Linked DNA regions of Mus musculus: regions 1, 3, 4 and 5 are each linked to region 2. The links are chromatin contacts, called in public promoter capture Hi-C maps. All regions are on one chromosome and are shown on one strand. The core of a region is the stretch at or near the end of the contact, and the rest is flanking DNA. Distances in the headings are between cores, read along the strand shown.

Region 1 (2,700 bases), core at 130-2,629, 4.4 Mb before region 2:
ATTCCGCCCCGTGATTGGTCACTAATTCTCTGTTCTTAGGTTCTTATTCGACTGGAGGGGCAGGGTCTGACCGGTTTTGTAAGATGCCAGAGCCTGGCACACCGGAGGCCTTCCAGGAATGAAAAACAAAACGGATGTGGCTGTCTAAACAGTTCTGTGGGAAGTGAAGCTCCTGTAGGTTAGGAGTTCGGGTTTTGAAATAGGGTCTCATGTAGACCAGTCTAGTCTCACCAGTTCTAAATGGCAGGGAATGGCCTTGAATTCCGAATCCTTCTGTTTTGGGCTCTCAAGTGCTGGGATCACATACCTGGGATTCCACACCTGATTTGGATTAGGGGTTTTCTTGAATTCCAGTGATGTCAGGTCTCCTACTTTTTTTCTTTTTCTTTCTTTTCTTTCTTTCTTTCTTTCTTTCTTTCTTTCTTTCTTTTTTTTTTTTTTTTTTTTGGTTTATGGTTTTAGGTTTTCGAGACAGAGTTTCCTCTGTATAGCCCTGGCTGTCCTGGAACTCACTCTGTAGACCAGGTTGGCCTTGAACTCAGAAATCTGCCTGCCTCTGGCTCCCAAGTGCTGGGATTAAAGGCGTGCACCACCACTGCCCACCGGTCTCCTACTTTCTATCTTGGCTCTTCAATAGCACTGAAATATTGGGAGTTGTTCCAAGTGCCTAAAACTGTAAGCTTCCAGACAACAAACATCCCACTGATTTACTGCTATGGCCTTACTTAGAATGAGATACACACAGAATAACAGCCATAACCAGTGTTCATGAATGCACTCTGGAGGGTCAGCGGAGGTGGGGATGCCACAACACAGACAACTGGCTATAGTCCACTTCAAAGCCTCAGCTGACTCTTCAAGAGCACATAAAAGCACTCTCATCGAAACAGAGGAAGTGGGGAGAGGGAGAAGGAAGGGGAGAGGAGAGAGAGAACTCAATGAATTTAACCTTCCTAGCCTTCACAAGCAATGCTAACCGCGATGCTTCAGTAGTCCTGCCATGGCTCCGGGGACCTTGGCTCCAGGACCCAGTACTGGGGTCCGTCCCTAAAGGGAACTCTATCGGACCTCTAAAACGGAGAACGAGGAGGTCTCTGCTCGCTTCCCTTCCCTGGCCTTGTACAAAGCGCACCCCCCCCCCCAAAAAAAAAAGGCCTCTGGAGCACTCGCCCGCGGGCAGGGCAGAGCTGGCGGAGCCCTAGACTTAGGCCTCGAGCCCCGCCCCCCGGCTGGTCGAAGCCGCGCCCCCAGCTCCCCACCCTACCCCCGCCCGGCAACGGTCCTGGCGCGCAGGCGCACTGGCGCGCCCAAAGGAGGGAGCGCGCCGGCGCGCGCGCGCGGGAGCCCCGCTTAAATGCGGGCGAAGGGGGCGGCGCGCATCCTCGGCGTCTCTGCCCGGTCTGCACCGTCGCTTCCAACTGTCTCCGCGTGGCACGAGCCACGAGCCGCGCTCTTCCCCCGGCGGCGGCGGCGGCGGCGGGTGCAAGCAAGGAGTGGCTGCGAGCGGCGGCGGGCTCCATGGAGAGCGGCGGGCGCCGGAGCAGAGGCGGCGCTTCCACCGCTGCGCCCGGACTGCAGTGACCCGCGTTCCGCCCCGCGTCCCGGCGGCCGCCCGGCCTCGCCGTCCGTGTCCGTGCCGCCGCCGCCGCCCGTCCCACCGGCGCCCGAGCATCGCGACTTCCTTCGGCCCGACTCCCCGGCGGGGTGGCGGCGGCCGGGTCCCCACGGTGGCGGCCGGAGCAGCGGCTGCAGGAGCCCGGCTCTAGGATGAAGTTCAAGCCCAACCAGACGCGGACGTACGACCGCGAGGGCTTCAAGAAGAGGGCGGCCTGCCTGTGCTTCCGCAGCGAGCAGGAGGACGAGGTAAGCGCGGGGACAAAGGCTGGCGACCGGGCTTCATCCCGCACCCCCCTGCACCGCCCGGGCCTGCGGGTCACCGGCAACCCCCACGCCCGGAGCTGGAGATCGGCCTCCGGGGTTCGCCAGCCTGCCTTTTAGACCTCCCATTAGGTCGCAAGCTGTTGGCTTCATTACGTAGATACCTCCTTTTGCAAAGCGGACTCCGCTTTTAAAGTTTTTCTGACGACCGAAAGATGGCCAGCGAGAGATGTGGAATGACGCCAGAAGGGACAAGATAGGCCAGGAACGGGGCGAAGTTGCCCTTTTCAGCCCGGCCATCTCTCGCTCTTCTGGTTTCTCAAGGCTGTTCTGCGGTGTGACTTGACATCTGGGAAGGAGCGGCGTGTGATTTTACCCGACCCTTCGCCCTGCTTTGGACGGATAGGGACCTTTGGAGTAATCTCTGGGAGAGCCTATTTTATTTCACTTCAGTTCTATTCGGTTTTAAAATGATTCCGTTTTCATCCTGCTCTGGATAGTTCAGTCACTTGGTAGCTGGGGGAAATCTTGTAGCGCTGCCACGCCTAAAATGAACTGATAGAGGAAAAAAAGTTAGCGTTCTGAGTTCTGCTTCTGTAGCCGCGTCCAGGGAAGCACCAAGCATAAAACTGGAGATGGGATCTAATGGCTTCCTTATTGCTAGCCCCTGAAGTTATGATAAGTATGACAGCGTACACTCAGTGGTGGTTAACAGATAGCCGCGTGCTTGAAAGTTAGGATCTTTAAACCGCTTTTGCTTTTTATTTATTTATTTTAAAGGTTGATTTGAAAGCTTCTAAGTGTTAAACCCAAATCCCGAAG
Region 2 (2,700 bases), core at 11-2,510:
GTGGTGGTGGTGGTGGTGGTGGTGGTGGTCTGTGTGTGTGTGTGTGTGTGTGCATGAGTGCAGGTGCCTATAGAGGCCAGAAGATGGTGTCAGATCCCCTGGAGCTAGAATCAAGGTGGGTACTAGGAATCAAGTACCAGACCTCTGAAAGATGTTTTGTAAACATTTTTTTTTTTTTTACATCTTCTTGATGTTTCATAAACTCTAAAAGTATTTCTTCTATCCAGGACCAATTACATAATTTGAAGGACCTAGGGCAAAATGAATGAAAATGTCTTTTGTTTGTAAATGTTAAGAATTTTTAAAGGACACAGCAGAGCACTGACTGCAGAGGTAGACTTAGTATAACTACAATAGTCAATACAGGAGCCAGCTCTAGTGGTGTCTTGGGTTAGATAAAAAGGCTTAATAAAGATGAGATAAACGTCCCAGGAAAATGTTAAACGCAAGAATTACAACAGGTTTGATTGCTTCTAAACTCTCCCTCGTGGAACTTGGCCCCCGCTTGTTGACATCAGAGTGATGATGATCTTGTAAATGTCTGAAGTACACACAGTCCTGTCTTACACGCACACAGTTCATCGGTTACTTTCATGTCAGCGCATGCCTGTGCCTCCAGGAACGAAGCCTTGACTGACTGTTCTCAGGGGCCATGGACATTCTGTGAGGCAGAAGCAGTTTTATGTATTGTATGAGTTCTTCCTGTATATCCTTTCCACCAGAACTTGGTGGAAAATTTAGACATGCCTATGTCAAAAGTCAGTGTGATGGAATTTTTTTCTGAAAAGTCCGATGATGGCAGGAATTCCGATCAAAGATCTTGTAGTGATATCCTAGCTTCCATACCTGAATAACGTATCACTTAAGCATTCATGTCTTTAAAAGTTTATGCCCGCAATCACTTAAAGACATGTAAAAATTCCTGGCGCCAAGGAGAAAACACCGGAAGGTGAAGGGACAGAGTGAGTAGGTCACCTGCCCGTCCAAGGCCAAGACTACACTTTAAAAAAAAAAGGGGAGTGGGGGAGGAGGGCGCTTTGGATCTGCGCCTGCGCAGTAGGAATCCTCCTGCGCACTAGCAGGGCCGGAAGGGCTGGGGTTGGACGTGGGCGGGGATAGGGTTGCTAGGAGGACGCGATGACGTCCAGGTTCTGCGCTCCTCTCCGCAAATGAGAGGCGCGTGGCGCAGTGACGCTCTGCGTGCGTCACGGTGACGCCGCGCGAAGGGCACGGATCTTCGGGCCGGGAGGACATTCGGCCTCTGTGAGCCGCAACCTTGCCCAGCGAGCGGTTGGGTGTTCGCCATCTTAGGCAAGTGAGCGCGACCGGGCCTCGCCGCGGCGCGGAGCCTTGAGTCCCTTGTGGCCGCCGCCTTGGCCGTGGGCCCGGCCGGGCTTGGCGTCCCTGGGGAAGAAGCTGTGACCTCCTCAAGGGCGCAGAGCCGGGCATGTCTCGCGGGGCTCCGGTGACATTGCCCGGCGCCGGGTCTCTCTCACCTCCGCCCTCTGTCTCCCCCGCAGGAGGATGTTCTCGTCCGTAGCGCACCTGGCGCGGGCGAACCCCTTCAACGCGCCACACCTGCAGCTGGTGCACGATGGCCTGTCGGGTCCCCGCAGTCCCCCAGCTCCGCCCCGGCGTTCCCGCCACCTGGCCGCCGCCGCCGTGGAAGGTGAGGTCGCACCCTGCCCTGTGGGAGCGCTGGTTACATGCTGCCCCCCTGCTCTGCCTCCCGAGTCCTGGGCAGGAACTGGAGGTCGGGGAAGGACGCTTCAGCCCTGGACCCGAGGACCGGTCTCTCGCTGACCCTGGGATGGCAACTCTGACACCCTAGGCCGCTGTCGGATCCTTGGCCCTCCCTCAAGGGCGTGGAAGGGCCCAGGCCCAGCGCCACTCAGTGACCTCCGTGTCCCGAAGGGAGTAGAGGCAGAGAGGTGGTAACCAACTTCTTTATCTTCCCCCGTGAGCCCGCTTGGTCAGCCAAGTATACTGGGTAAAATCTCTTTTTAACCACTAGCCAGACACAGTTGCAACTCCATAACGTTTATTTGACTTGCCTTTTTAAAAATTACCTGGAAAACTCTCCTTTGATCTCCTTTCCCAAGTTTTATCTTTTCATTTAATTGTATATGAGGTAATGGGGTTGGGAATCTCTTCCTTTTGTGCTACTGGTTGGTGAAGGAGGTGACTTGCAGATTATATGAGGTGTGCATTCCTTTGAGTTTATGTTTTTGGGATTTGAGCTGGGTGACTCAATAACTGTATGTTTTAAATCCTAGTGGAACATAAGTACAAGAGAAACCCGAAAGCTGAATTATAGGCCTCAAGAGAAACGTTACCTACATTGTGTGTGTAAAACAGAAGTCCCCACCCACACCCCAGTCATTCATGTGCTTCATGCGTCTTAAACGTGATTAGAAAACTCCTTTTCACTATCTCCTATCGTTTTCCTCTGATTTCAAAAGCTAAAGCAAATCTTTGTATGTTTTTGACTGCAGGAACTAGGTATGACTTACTTAGTTCATAAGTGAGTAGTTGGTTAATAGCTGGAGCAAACGTTAAAGTTAGCAAGCTTTGCACATGTTAAGTGCTCTTTTTGATTTTGGGCTGTCCTTGGAGGGTGCTCTTAGTAACTGCCTTTAGTTGAAATTACCAATGCAGGAAGTTTTAGAAAATAGTATCTCACAGATACTAATAATTTTA
Region 3 (2,700 bases), core at 108-2,607, 4.4 Mb before region 2:
AAAAAGGAGATTCCAGTGCTCGTGGAAAATGTATTCTTCCTTTGTAAGAGTTTTTATCCTATGAAAGGGCTTGTTTTTCTAATTCAAGCACCTTTCTGTCAATGACACCCCAGCCTCACAGACATTTGTGACTGCCTGAAGAACTACAGTGTCTCACACCCTTCAAAGAGGCCCTCCACTTACTTTGTACAAATCTCCCCTAAAACTTTGGAAGAGTGGAACAATGCTATAAATATATGTTCAGTGGATTACAGCAAGCAAAGTGAAGCTTCAATTTGAGCACTTAGCTGGCAAACTGGGCAGTGCAAGATTTTTTTAACCAATTTCCTACATTAAAAAAAAAAACAGATGCCAAAAAATGTTAAAAATTTAGTTTTCTTGGGTTATAACACTATGAAGACTTAATGGTGTTATGTAAAGATTTTAGGAAATCAAGATACGAGGTTTATACCCCCGTGGTTCCTTATGTATTTATCAAAATTCAGTATCCCTAAAGAGCCCCAGGGCCGCTCAAATAAGGCGCACAAAAGCTGAGAGGCAAACTGTTTCACAGATCATCCCCATAACCGAGGCCCTTGAGGCCCTTGCCTCGGAGAAGAGAACAGTCTCCAAAGAGTTAGCCAGCCGAAGTACAATCACAGCGCTACCCAGCAGAAACACCGGGAAGCGAACGCGGAAGCCAGGGCAACCGGGCGGCCAGCCCCGGACGTCGCTAGGAGGTGCGGGGCAGCCAGGACCAACCTGTGCTGTCGCCGGCAGAACCCCGTGGCCCTCCCGGAGCGGCCTCTCCCGGCCCGCGGCCCCGCCCGGCTCTCGGGGTCGGTCCATTCATTCCGCACCCGGGACTGCCGCAGCCCCGAGCCCCTGCGGAGGAAGAGAAGGGAGCTCCGGGGCAGAGCGGCCGGCCACGGGCCACCACCCGCGCCCAGAGTCCAGGCCACGCCGCGATTCCCGCCCCGCGGAGGAACAGAAGCCGCCGAGGCCCGCACCGGTCCCGCGCCAGAGCCCGAAGCCCGCAGCCCCGCCCTCTCCCGGGCAGCCGCCAGGGCCTCCCCGGCCGCGGCCGCACCGCCCGGGCGTCCCGCTTGTCCGGCGTTCAGAGGCGGCCGGAAGTCTCCCCGGCGCCCCCTCCTCAGCGCCCGACTTCCTCGCCGCCGAGGCCGGACCCTTCTCCGCGATGCCTTAGAGAGGCCTCTCGGAGGCTGCGGAGGGAAGCGGACGGCCGCGCGGCCCGGCGCGCCGGAGCAGAGCCAGTGGCCCGAAGCCCGCCTGGGCGGTTACCTTGATGATCCTGCGGGGCAGCCCGGCCATCTTGTCAGATCCCGAGTTCGGCCTCTGCTCTTGTCTCCGGCTCCGCTCTCCTCACGCTCGAGTGGAAGTCCCGGGCTCCACTTCCGGGGAACGTCGCCGCGCCCGCCTGTCGCTACCTCCGCCGAGGCCCCTCGGGAAATGTAGTCCCTGCTAGGACGCGGGCTTCCGACAGCCTTCCCTCCGACCTGGTGGCCCCCTCCCCCGCGCTCCCCGCCCCAACCCCAGCCGGGGGTGGCGGAAGTGACGCTCCGCGGCGGGGCAGGGACTTGGGGGGAGGCGGCGCGAGGCGGCGCCGAGCTTCTTGGCCCGTGGCAGAATCGGCAACACTGGGCGGCCGGCGTCCACGAGCGAGCGCTGTACGTGCGACCACGCCTGCGTCGGGGGGCGACGTAACAAAGGCCCGGCCCCCGACGCAGCCCATTCATTCATTCGTTCCGTTTGTTCATTCAGCGTGTCCGCAGTGCGCGTGGCGGGCTGGCGCTGCAGCGGTTCCCTGCGGACAGGGCAGGCGGGTCGCGCGCTCCTCCTCGGTGGCGAACAGGCCGGAAGTCAATACCAAAGCTTCTAACTGGGAATAACGCTGCTTGCCAAGGACCACACACACACCCGCGACAAAAAAAATTTTTTCTAAACGTTTAAATTTCACATAAAAAAGGGGGCCTCTCTGGCGCTCCCCAAAAGAGAGTTCGGAACAAGGGAGGAGGCAAAAGGCACGGCCTCTAAACGCCTGGATCCTGCAGGATATTTAATCTTTGTGGTTGTTGGTTTTCCTGAGAAAGGGCTCCCTATGTAACCAAGTCTGGCCTGGTGCTCTCTATTCTGTACGCACCGAGCTGACTTGGAACTCGTGATTCTCCTGCCTCTGCCCCCTGAGTAGAGCTAGGCTTGTGCCACCACTTAAGGTTGAGCCTAGCAATCGAGATTTACGTGCTAACTAGAAGAAGGATCTGATTAGAGTGTAAGGGTCCATGCATGATTCGCTGAAGAATGATACCCCAGACCCAAACGGTATGTAAACGCAGAGAGGGCTTTATTCTGCAGAAGTCCAGCTTGCTAGGGTCTCTCATTCCAAGATGGAGACCTGGAAGTGAGCTCACAGTTCAGATTTAAAGCACATTAGGGGTGTGGTGGGGACATGAGTGGCTGAAAACTGTTGCTGAGGAAGTCTGGAAACTACTGCTGACCCACTGTCCTTGCTTCAGGCCAGGTGGTGGGGCAGCTTCTGAGGCCTGGACTTGCCTAGTTCTTAGAAACAGGGATTTAGGCCTCGTCTTCTGAATTGCCAATTTGAAGTCAGCCTAGCCTTCTCAAGGGGATAGAAAAGCCTGTAATCCCCAAAGGCGTTGGATTACTCATAGAATGAGGGCCCTAAAAGTGGAGGTGTCTCAC
Region 4 (2,700 bases), core at 121-2,620, 4.4 Mb after region 2:
GTTAGAGGCAGGCAAGCGTGCTGGTGGAAAATTGGTTAAAATGAGGCTAAAGAGCTTAGAAAACATTTCGGAACGTACAAGCTGGCCTTAGGGACTTCCCTCACCAGAAAGAGCCTCTTTTGCTATCTTTCGGAAGGCGGAAAGGTGTTTCTATGAAGTTACAAAGCCACAATCCAGGCTGTTTTGCAAGCTCTGCGGCTTTTGCTTTCAAGTATCTGCATAAGTTCTTTCCTGTTCTATGCTAGCCTGGACTTCACCACCGCGCTCTCTGGCTGATTCACAAAAGAGGCTCTAGATTGCCCAGTCATTCTTTGATATTTATGGGGATGTCAAAGGAACTTGGGTCCTTGTTTCCTTCGGGGTTGGAGAGCCCCTGCCACCCTCTACTGCAAACCAAACCAGAGAGGACAGGAAATGCGAGCAGCGCAACGCCAAGTGTAACTGAAGGCTCTAGGGACCCTGAGTGACGCGCAAGAAAGCGGACGTGGAAACCCGGGTGCTACCACCAGCCCAGAATCCAGGGCTGACCCTCTGACACGGTGAGACTAGGGCTACGCGGGGCTGCTTTTCAGGTCCGCCTCTGAAAACTGTGTGCATTAGAGTCCTAGAACAAGCACAGATCTATTCTGCAATCTGAATGAGGTGGAAATCCTATAATCACTCAGAGACATTTCCCGCGGACACAAGATTGGAGTAAGCAAGGGCCAAGCTACGCAACTGGCTTAGATGCCAGAGACTACAATTCCCAGCATTCATGAGATTAGTGCGTTGCATGCCGGAAACTGTAGTTTCTCACCACCATCCAAACGCATTCCGGATATTCAACCCCTCACAAATTTCTCTTTTGCGAAAAGAAACGCCCAAAAGAAAGGTGACGGCGAACGTAGCGCTGAAAGGACTCGTAACGTGACCCGCGTCGTAGACGAGAAAAGGGTAAAGGACGCATTGTCTTGGCTACCGTTTCCCCTAGTCACGGACTAAACGTTCGCTAGAAGCCGGAAGTGGTTCCCCGGGACCTCTAGGAATGGACAGACGTGCTATGCGCCTACGTTCATTGGACGGTTTTCCTCAGGGACCAAGGCTTCCCAGGCCAAAGGGTGGCCCGGTGTGTGAGGGCCCGCGGAGCCATCTGATTGGAGGAAAGCCGCTGGACAAGCCCAATCGCAAGGAGCCACGCTTCGGGCATCGGGCACCGCACCTGGACAGTTCCGATTGGCGGGCTGCGGTCCCCCCCCATGCGTCTCCATTGGGTGCAGAGAGTGCGTGGTGAGGCACGATTGGTGAGTTCGTGTTTCCCGTCCCCCGCCCGCAAGCAGTGGGGTGAAAAGCGGCCCGACCTGCGCGCGGCTTAGTGGGCGGACCGCGCTGCTGGAGGTGTGAGGAGCTTAGACTCGGGATTGGGGGGGTGGAGGCGGCTCCTGAGACCGAAAAGGACTTGCGACTCGCCGGCCACGCACCATGAGGGTCCTGTGGGTGTTGGGCCTCTGCTGTGTCCTGCTGACCTTCGGTGAGTGACCGGGCGGCAGTGGGCGCCCTCCCCTTCCTGTGTGGCCGCTTCTCGAACGTTCTTGGGGCGTTGAACCTGGGTTGGGGACGCCGGGTGGCCTACAGGGGTTTCAGGGACCATCTCGTTCCCTCGAAGGAGACTTGGGTGATGATGCTTTCCCTGAGGCCTCTGGGAAAAGGCGACTTGGAGACCGGGCATTTAAATAAATACCCTGCGGATGGTGCTAGAGCGCTCCCCGAAGTCTCGCTGACGGGGCGCGGTCTCTCGGACTCTACTCCCGGGGGAAGCCTTCCTGGAACCCCTCCCTAAGGACTTTTGTGATCAGGTCCGACCTTTGGCCACCAGAGCCTGAGGACCCCCAGCCCCTGCCCTCTACTCCCGGAGCGCGTTTCTGTTTTCTAACGCCCGACTCGCGAGCGTGGGCCCTCGGGCCAGCGTCGTGGCGGTGGCCCAATATCTGATTCCGATGTGCTTCAAGAGCTGTCCTTGACATGTCTTCCCCTTTGGGCCGGATTTCAGTTCCCCTCAACAGAAGTTGCACAAACCCTGTTTGCATTCTGACCTGTGATAACTAAGTGAGGCCCAAGTTTTGGCTTGGCCAGTGTAGAGACCTCCTCTCAGCTGTGCGCAACACGTGTGGGTGTAGACGGGGGCCTCTCTCACTGCCTAGGATAGACACACGTGATGGCTGCCTGGCCTTCCAGAGTCAACGGGGGTCTTGAGCATTCATATTTAAACTTTAGCGTGCAAACTTACCTTGACATTGGTTATTGACGTCAGTACATAATTCTTCCATCTCAACAGCTTGTATTTACTTACTGAATTGTGTTAACTCTTGCCCCCGTTGATATGGCTTTTTATGCGAAGGAGAGGAAGCAATAGTGTGGAGAGTTGTAACCTTTCTCCCCAGGGTTCGTCAGAGCTGATGATGAAGTCGACGTGGATGGCACAGTGGAAGAGGACCTGGGTAAAAGCCGAGAAGGCTCAAGGACAGATGATGAAGTTGTGCAGAGGTCGGTGCATTTGAAGCTATGTTGATAAGCTCTGCAAGTTAGTGGGGCAGAGTGGCTGTTGGTGTTTCTCCATTCAGATTACAAGGTCCAGTGCCCAAAATGTTGCTAATGATACAAAATAACCAGAGAAGATCTTAGGAGTGCCCATTTATCTGCAGGCAAAAGCTCCTAGCAGTCTGC
Region 5 (2,700 bases), core at 139-2,638, 3.1 Mb before region 2:
TCCCCTCTGCCCACGTTTTAAATTTCCTATTGAGTTTTCCGTTCCAAGTCACTTAGTATCTGTTCATGCATGATGTCAAAACTAGACTCTGAATCCTAACCCCATCCATTTATACACACACACACACACACACACACACACACACACACACACACACACACACAAAATCTATAAATACTGGGCTGGAGAGATGGCTCAGCGGTTAAGAGCACCGACTGCTCTTCCAGAGGTCCTGAGTTCAAACCCCAGCAACCACATGGTGGCTCACAACCATTTGTAACAAGATCTGACACCCTCTTCAGGGGTGTCTGAAGACAGCTACAGTGTACTTACATATAATAATAAAATAAATCTTAAAAAAATAAAAGAAAAAGAAAATACTGCACTCACCAAAAAATTGCTTGTTGTCTTCGTAGTATTTATTTCCATATTTGTCTTCTCCCACCAGTGTACCAATCCTTATATCATTTGCCCTTTAAGAAGTACACAGAGGAAAAAAAAGGCATCTCAGAATGATTCACACTGTTCAAGACAAACCCAGAAACAGACCGTACCACCGACTGTTTCTGCATCGACACAAGAACGAGATGCTACGGGGGATGCTCGCTGCTTGTACACCTCTAGCCTTCAGCCGAAGGCTCTTGCCACTCAACGCTCACGAATTAACTTTCTGGCAAAGAGCTCTGGAGTCTCCTGTGTTGTCCCAGCAGCATGCAGACAGGTGTGTGTGTGTGGGGGGGGTAATCAACCAAACAACTGATGTGCTTAGATTGCATATAAAACACTACTTTCCAGCTACGGTCCACGTATGTAGATACGTGCACCCTGAGACACTAAGTTAGCAAAACCTTCAGGCAGTCAAAGTACTTCATCATCTTCGTATTACGAGTGTCCCCTGGATTATTCACTGGTCCTCCGGATTTGCTGCGATTTATGGGGCTAATCGGGACTAGCATGATCGCCACCTTCAACTTCTTACTGTACACAGTGCAGAGGAAAACTTGCCCAAGGTCACCGTGAGGGGTAGAGGGGTTGCTATGCTAAGCCTCATTACACCCCAGGACTCGAGCCCGGAGCATCCCGGCTACCCTAGCACCTGCGTCACAGCTCCGCCACTAGGGGCTGAGTAGGGCCCAGAGACGTCTCAGTCCAAGGAACTCAACTCTTGGGACTGAACTTGTCCTTGACCGGATCCCTGGACCTCCAAAGTGATCTAATCTGAGCTCCTTTCCAGGAAAGCAGCCAGCGGAGGTGCGTCCCCAGAGACCCAGGGTCTAGCCCTGGCCTCCTACCTGAAGAAAACCCGTAGGAGGCCCCGCAGGCCGCCGTGGCCGGTGACCTGCTGCACGCCGCGCTTCAGGACCTCCACCAGCTCCATTCTCATCTGCATGGTCCGCCCCTTCCGTGTTCGGGTAAAACCCGCCGGGCGGAAGACGAGATACTCAAGGCGCCACCGTTTGGAGGTTCCTGCTCGTCAACCGGCCGCGGAGGTCGTTCTACGCAGGCGCAGAGCTGGAGGTCGCGCAGGGAGGATTATCTGGGGTTTTACAGTACAGGTTGGTGTCTTCCTAAAGGTGAAATTAATGTTTTCGGAGGCTGTACCCAGAAAGCGACCCTGCGGGGAGAAGTACGCCAAGCAAAGCTTTCCCAGATGGGAGTTTCTCCTGTCGAAATAAGTTTCTTCCTCCAGACAACGATGACGCACATTCCAAAAATTCCTTATAGCACTAGAAGCTAAGAAATGCATTACTGACCCCACAGCGGTATTGTACATTTAATACAGAGTGCGTATGATTTTGAATTCATTAAGCGTCGGTATGCTGGTAGATGAGTGATGAAGAATTGCAAAGAATAAGATTAAGTAAAATACCTGAAGGATTTGTTATTTTATTGTTGCAAGGTGTAAGCACAGACACTAGGTAGACTTCATCACAGAGTTAGTGCTTTACAAAATAATAAAATAAATAAACAATACTGGCAAACCCCTAGCCATAAAAAAGAAAAAGAAAAGAAAAGAAAGAAGAAACTAGGATTAATAAAATTAAAGATTAAAAATAGTTAAGTGTCAAGTCGACAAGGCTGGCCAGATTGCGAACCTCGGGAATACACCTGCCTCCACATCCCTGGAACTGAGTCTACAAAGGTGCCACCATACCCGAATTTTCTACATGGGCTCTGAGCTGTAACTTCTTTTCTCACGCTTGCAAGGTAGGCTAAGATCAAACCCAGGTCCTTGGCAAGAGCAGCTAATATTCTTAATTTCATTTTAAAAATATTTTGCGTTATTTGCATATTGTTTCCAAGCCCTGTGTGTCTTTACATATTCCTCACAATATGTATGTTTTTTGATGACTAGAATGCAGGGGAGTCACAGGAGACTTCTGATAGCAGGATAGAAGGCAAATTGGCCTCCAGCTCTTTCCCTTAGAACACAGCCAGTAGGCAGTAAGGAGCAGAACAGAGAGACTCTGGCCATGCCCAGATTCTGTCCCACTGCAAGTCCCAGCTAACAGCCACTAATACTCAGTGACTACAGAGATTTAAACCCATGATTTCTGCCAGACCCCTGTTCTGACTGAATGGAGATAGGTTGTCCCTGACCACCTCTGTCTGTATTATACATTCATGTGAAAATGCACACTTCTAACTGGTAGGTTTGGGGTGGCTAACCGCAAAACCTTGATGCTTGACATACTGCCA

What was found. Promoter capture Hi-C pulls out the DNA fragments that hold promoters and counts their contacts.
Region 1: a contact with region 2 is called in a promoter capture Hi-C map of pre-B cells, with 5 times the contacts expected there. The contact joins the promoter of Nudt4 here to the promoter of Slc25a3 in region 2.
Region 3: a promoter capture Hi-C map of pre-B cells shows a contact between it and region 2, with 3 times the contacts expected there. The contact joins the promoter of Ube2n here to the promoter of Slc25a3 in region 2. A contact is called at or near these places in 2 of 39 promoter capture datasets (cranial neural crest and pre-B cells).
Region 4: a contact with region 2 is called in a promoter capture Hi-C map of pre-B cells. The contact joins the promoter of Hsp90b1 here to the promoter of Slc25a3 in region 2.
Region 5: a contact with region 2 is called in a promoter capture Hi-C map of pre-B cells. The contact joins the promoter of Ndufa12 here to the promoter of Slc25a3 in region 2. A contact is called at or near these places in 1 of 39 promoter capture datasets (pre-B cells) and 1 of 484 Hi-C or Micro-C datasets (CD4 T cells).

Annotation. Positions count from the first base shown.
Region 1 is chr10:95,562,825-95,565,524 of GRCm38.p6, reverse strand. Nudt4 (nudix (nucleoside diphosphate linked moiety X)-type motif 4) reads left to right here and starts at 1,379. Exons shown (of 5, transcript NM_027722.5): 1 at 1,379-1,863. The coding sequence starts at 1,768.
Region 2 is chr10:91,122,527-91,125,226 of GRCm38.p6, reverse strand. Slc25a3 (solute carrier family 25 (mitochondrial carrier, phosphate carrier), member 3) reads left to right here and starts at 1,260. Exons shown (of 8, transcript NM_133668.4): 1 at 1,260-1,311; 2 at 1,521-1,669. The coding sequence starts at 1,525.
Region 3 is chr10:95,513,819-95,516,518 of GRCm38.p6, reverse strand. It overlaps Ube2n (ubiquitin-conjugating enzyme E2N), which reads right to left and starts at 1,357. Exons shown (of 4, transcript NM_080560.3): 1 at 1,282-1,357. The coding sequence starts at 1,311. Gm46239 (a long non-coding RNA gene) reads left to right here and starts at 2,263. Exons shown (of 2, transcript XR_001779843.2): 1 at 2,263-2,319.
Region 4 is chr10:86,704,114-86,706,813 of GRCm38.p6, reverse strand. Hsp90b1 (heat shock protein 90, beta (Grp94), member 1) reads left to right here and starts at 1,370. Exons shown (of 18, transcript NM_011631.1): 1 at 1,370-1,507; 2 at 2,418-2,520. The coding sequence starts at 1,459. Ttc41 (tetratricopeptide repeat domain 41) reads right to left here and starts at 1,003. Exons shown (of 16, transcript NM_001003910.2): 1 at 797-1,003.
Region 5 is chr10:94,197,723-94,200,422 of GRCm38.p6, reverse strand. It overlaps Ndufa12 (NADH:ubiquinone oxidoreductase subunit A12), which reads right to left and starts at 1,388. Exons shown (of 4, transcript NM_025551.4): 1 at 1,293-1,388; 2 at 391-473. The coding sequence starts at 1,378.